2 separate regions of the Mus musculus genome follow, and region 1 is linked to region 2. Evidence: chromatin contacts called from public promoter capture Hi-C data. All regions are on one chromosome and are shown on one strand. The core of a region is the stretch at or near the end of the contact, and the rest is flanking DNA. Distances in the headings are between cores, read along the strand shown. Region 1 holds the start of Scpep1os (serine carboxypeptidase 1, opposite strand). Region 2 holds the start of Ccdc182 (coiled-coil domain containing 182).

Evidence for each region. Promoter capture Hi-C pulls out the DNA fragments that hold promoters and counts their contacts.
Region 1: a contact with region 2 is called in a promoter capture Hi-C map of embryonic stem cells, with 4 times the contacts expected there. The contact joins the promoter of Scpep1os here to the promoter of Ccdc182 in region 2. A contact is called at or near these places in 4 of 39 promoter capture datasets (cranial neural crest, embryonic stem cells, liver and 1 more).

What each region holds. Positions count from the first base shown.
Region 1 is chr11:88,904,386-88,907,187 of GRCm38.p6, forward strand. Scpep1os (serine carboxypeptidase 1, opposite strand) reads left to right here and starts at 1,543. Exons shown (of 5, transcript NR_045955.1): 1 at 1,543-1,659; 2 at 2,089-2,283. Gm23507 (a small nuclear RNA gene) reads left to right here and starts at 736; the gene lies at 736-842.
Region 2 is chr11:88,292,440-88,295,315 of GRCm38.p6, forward strand. It overlaps Ccdc182 (coiled-coil domain containing 182), which reads left to right and starts at 1,604. Exons shown (of 1, transcript NM_028859.1): 1 at 1,604-2,822. The coding sequence starts at 1,657. The coding sequence ends at 2,115.

The sequences.
Region 1 (2,802 bases), core at 293-2,792, 610 kb after region 2:
AGAACTCTCAGCCCCTCCAGCACCATGTCTACCTTTGTGCTGCAATGCTTCCTGTTGTGATTATAATAGACTGAACCTGGACACTGTAAGCCAGCCCCAATTAAATGTTTTCCTTCATAAGAGTTGCCTTGGTCATGGTGTCTAAACTAAGAGAACCAGCTTTGGGCCTCCTAGTTAAGGCACTTTGTGTATGGCCATTCTTCTCTTAGAAAATAAGAATATGTAGGGCAGTGGTGGTACACACCTTTAATCTCAGCACTTGAGATGCAGAGGCAGGCAGATTTCTGAGTTCGAGTCCAGCCTGGTCTACAGAGTGAGTTCCAGGATAGCCAGGGCTACACAGAGAAACCTTGTCTTGAAAAACCAAAACCAAAATCAAAACCAAAAAAAAACCACAAACAAACAAACAGACAAAAAAACAACGGGCTGGAGAGATGGCTCAATTGTTAAGAGCACTGACTGCTCTTCTGAAGGTCTTGAGTTCAAATCCTAGCAACCACATGGTGGCTCACAACCATCCATAATGAGATCTGAAACCCTCTTCTGGTGTGTCTGAAGATAGCTACAGTGTACTTATTTATAATAATAAATAAAAATCTTTGGGCTGGAGCAAGTGGGGCCAACCAGAGCAAGCAGAGGTCCTAAATTCAATTCTCAGCAACCACATGAAGGCTCATAACCTCTGTACAGCTAGTGTACTAAAACATAAACAAATCTTTAAAAAAAAAAGAATCAATGCTCACTTCGGCAGCACATATACTAAAATTGGAATGATACAGAGAAGATTAGCATGGCCCCTGTGCAAGGATGACACGCAAATTCGTGAAGCATTCACGAATATATATATATGTTTATAAATAAATAAAATAAGAATTAAATTATACATTATATCCCTGGACACATGTACCCCAGGAAAGAAGTTGCCTCATTTGTCTTTCTGTTAGCATCTCACAGAGCATGAGTGTACACACACACACACACACACTAAGCCAAACCCTTGCAGGCTTTTATTTTATGTGTAATACACTGTAGCTGTCTTCAGACACACCAGAAAAAGATATCAGATCCCATTACAGATGGTTGTGAACCACCGTGTGTTGCTGGGAATTGAACGCAGTATGTACCTTTGGAAGAGCAGTCAGTGCTCTTAACAGCTGAGCCATCTCTTCAGCCCAGCTTTTCATTAACATTTCTTATCTACCCCAGGCTCTATTGTTCCCAACGCTTCATTCTTGTCATTTGAGACAGTGTCTTGTAGCTCAGCCACGTAGCTGAGGCTAGCTTTGAACTCTTGATCCTCCTGCCTCCACACCAGCTTAACAGCAACCATCATTCTTTTAATCTGAGACAAGGCAGTTCCTTGGTTGCCTCCTGCTGTGTGGCAATTTGCCCCAAAAGGTCATGGCTTAAAGCAACAGAGCTTTTGTTACCTAATGGTTTTTCTAGGTCAGGAGTCCAGGTGAGGCTTAGCAAGCTGCCTCTGGCTTCTTATGATGTCATAGTCAAGCTGTCAGCTGAGCCTTAAGTCTCACCAGAAAGTTTAGTGAGAGGAGACTCTGCCTCCGGTTGGTGGCTGCTGGCTAGCTCTGCATCCTTATCTCCTGGAAGTGCAACTCTCCACAAAGTTGCCTGGAGGAGACACGGATCCCTGCAGAATAAGTAAGCAGTACAAAGACATGGGCAAAGAAGGACATTGTCTCTTCCAGTCTTGGAAATGATGTTCTATGCTGTGTTCTGAACATCCGGATTAGATACATTCTCTGTCACTGAGACCAAATACCTGACAAGAGGCAACGGAAAGGAAGGATTTATTTTGGTTCATCTTAGCAGGGCAGGAGGAGCAGCTGGAGCTTCAGGCCCAGCTTAGATCTCACTGATGAGGAATACAGAGATTCCAGCTAGGAGTGGACCTGGCTTGTTACCTTTACCATAAGGCCACTCCTGTGGTCTCTTGATCAAGACTACTTTTTCCTTTTTATTTCTTTTTTTTTTTTTAAGATTTATTTATTTATTTTATGTATGTGAGTGCACTGTAGCTATACAGGTGGTTGTGAGCTTTCATGTGGTTATTGGGAATTTGAATTTTAGGACCTCTGCTTGCTCCGGTCAACTCCGCTCCCTGTAGCTGACTTCAGACACACCAGAAGAGGGCGTCAGATCTCATTATGGGTGGTTGTGAGCCACCATGTGGTTTCCGGGATTTGAACTCAGGACCTTCGGAAGAGCAGTCAGTGCTCTTACCCGCTGAGCCATCTCGCCAGTCCAAGACTACTTTTTCAAAAGGTACCATAACCTCGCAGAATCTGCTCAAACCTCATGTCTTACCCCCTGTTCTCCATTCTTTCCAGAATCAGGAGCTAGCTGCCTGGGCATGAATGAACATAGCCATTCCAGAACCCAGAGTAGGAGGAAGGACAGATAATTAAGAATTGAGAGGCCTTAGGGCATGGGTGGCTCATGCCTTTGCTCCCAGCACCCAGGAGGCAGAGGCAGGAGAAAAAAAAAAATAACAAGGGCCTTTAAAATGGCTCAGTGGAAAAAGCAATTGCCACATAGACCTGAGGATCTGAATTTGATCCTAGGAATCTACGTGGTGGAAGAGGAGAACCAATTATTGCAAGTTGTCCTCTGATCTACATGTGCAGGCTATATGACACATGCACACACAGGTATCACCCCTACACTGATGGTAAATTAAATTAAAAAATAAAAACATTAATCCCAGTACTCGGGAGGCAGAGGCAAGCGGATTTCTGAGTTCGAGGCCAGCCTGGTCTACAAAGTGAGTTCCAGAACAGCCAG
Region 2 (2,876 bases), core at 354-2,853:
CAGGATGGTTCTTCACTTCTGGGAGAGAGCAAGTTGGGAGCTTGAAGCTAACCTTGCTGGGAGTGTTTACACGATGGAAATCGGCAGCAGCTGCCCATCAGAGAGATTTTCTCTCCCAGGGACCTGTGTACTACAGCTCTCAGAAATGCAGAGAAGAAAACAGGGTCTCTAGGGGGAAAGGTGATCTACCAGTGAGACCTTGCTTCTAAGTGGTGAAGCCTGGACTCCAGTGCGGGAAGGTGGGTGATAGGCTGCTCAGAGATAAGAGACCTAACAACAGCCTTCGAGGTCACTTGGAAGTGGCAGAGTCTAGTTTAACCCCCGGGAGCTTACTCTGTGCTGTTCCACAGTGACAAAATAAAATATCAGAGGCTGAGAGATCTACAAAACAACAAAAACATTTGTTTCCCTGTAATTCTGTAATCCCAGAAGCTGGCAAGTCTAAAATCAGGGAGCTGGTGTCTGGTGAGGACTCTCATGCTATGCCTTCCCATGTGGAAGAAAGGCAAAGGTGGCAAGAGAAACAGAAAAGGGGTCAAGCAGAGATGATTACGGTAATGAACCCCATTCTAGAGATGACACCATCCATCTGATATGCTCTGCCTTCAAAAGCCCCTCACTTCTCAACGCTGATAGGATGTCAGTTTCAACATGAGGTGGGAAGGAGACAGACATTTAAAACTTGGCACTAGATGCTGCTGTGGCTGCTGTCCCAGGAAGGGTCATTGGTAGGATAGGAGAGCAGGAACCAGTTTGAAGAGGTAATTTATCTAGCTCTAGATGGATTGGCTTCAAGGTCGGTTGTTGGGGGGGGCGTTTATGTTTGGAGTCCCAGTGGGAGGTCTGGGCAAGAGACTGCAATATACAAAGGCAGAGTTTTGGACTGAGCCACATGTGGCTAGGAACATTTGCCTCTGTTAGAGTAACCAGGCAAAACCACACGATTTACCCGTATCCACAGACTCCTATCTGCCACCATCCAGGAACGTTGGGAAACATTACTTACACTCATTCCCTAGCTCCAGAATCCGGCAAGCACCCGGGAAGTTTTAACTGAATGAATATGAACGGCTCACTTTTATCCCTCGGGCATTTCTGTGAACCACCCTTTAAGAGCACACACATTTATCACAGTAAGTCGATCACCTATGCATTCTGGCATCATCTGGCCATTGCGGGAATATGGATATGGGATGGGATTACTCCTCTAGCATCTTGCACCATCATTTCTAAGAATGCCTTTGTCCTATTGGTGAGCCCGAGGAAGCCCAGACACCAGGCCGTGAAATCAGCTGTGCTCCTTATGGGGTAGGAGACTGCTCGGTCTTGGCAGCCTGTGAACCTGACCTGGCTTGCCTTGACTTAGCCAGTTTTCTCCACTCCCTCAGATTTGCCCTCGGGGTTAAAGGAACGCTTGAACGCCAGTTCTGACTGGGTGACCGATTAATGAAAAGCCTCATTTCAGGAGACTTGGGAAGCGCAGTAAATCTGTAGGTTACCAACAATATGCAAAATAGTGAACTGGGGGTTTTCTTTCTGATTGGCTGAAGGGTCGTGATGTCACAATGAGATGGGTCCAACGACTTCAAGTGATAGTGTTTCTAGCTCCCAAATCTCTGACTCAGTTTCTTGGCTTCCTCTCTGCAGAAGGAGATAATGGAAGCCCTCTTTCAGGCAGGGTCCATTCTTATGAAGGTGAATACCTTACAGGGCAAGAAGATGGTGGAAAGCGGGCTCCAGTCTGGGGACCTTTCCCTGTCTCAGTCATGGCCCTCCTACCTCCCTCTGCCGGCCGACTTGGAGATCCTACAGCAGAAGGTGGCCGGGGTACAAAGGGAGTTGGAGGACTTCAAGGAGGAGGCACTGAAGGCCATCCGTTACTTGGAGGACGCCTTCTGCCAGATGAGTGGCGTCCTGGCACAGCAGGAGGAGCAGGCGGCGCGAGTGAAGCAGCGGCTGAGGGAGGAGGAGGACCGAGGCATCGTCCGCAACAAGGTCCTCACCTTCCTCCTGCCCCGGGAGAAGCAGCTTCGTGAACACTGCCAGCGGTTGGAGAACATGTTGGTCAGGAGCCACAACCCGCTGCGAGCCATCAGGAAGAGCCAGGCGGACTGAGCGGCCCGCGCCCGAGTGTGCGCCCGAGCTGGCGGGCAAGATTGTTTTTTAATGGAAGGACAAACGCTAAGTCCCCATTTATTCCCCTTGCCCCATTTTTATTGCTTTCCTGCTACCAAAATAACACCATGCAGAGAGGCAAAAAAGACCTCAATATGGTTTTCGGGTGAAGTTCCGTTTATCCAGCCTCGTCAAGGAAGGAGGCCCCAGACACTATGTCAGACCTGTAACCATCCCCTCGAACTGTTTCCCGTTTGTAATGGTACGGTTGCTTGGATGTAGGGGCATTTTTCTTGAGTATTCTTAAACTGGTTGTGTTGAACAGATTTAACCTTTCTTTTAATGACTCCAGGCTTTCGTGATTTATCACTTCACAATTGGTTTCCTGAGACCTGTCAGTGTGTGTTCTATACCGAGACAGGTTGGGGGCTTAGTGAGAGAGAGGGCTTGCCCGCATCCTGAACTGGACTCAGACGGCCGGCTTTGTGTAATTCCTGACCTCGCCGTTTCAGTCTGCTTGCATAGTTGGACTATTGGTCCTCTCTTTTCCTTACTGCTTTGGTTCAACTCTGCTTCCTCTCCATTTACCCCGAAGACAGGCTGCTCCGTGGGGTGAACCTTGTTAGGTTTCTGATGGTGGAACTCTCGGCTCGCCACTGCACTCAAGGTGACATCTATAAGTTCGCACAATAAAACAGTGAAACTGACACCTTTATTTGACTCTCTGAACAGTAGTTGCTAGGGTGTCTGGCCATGTATCA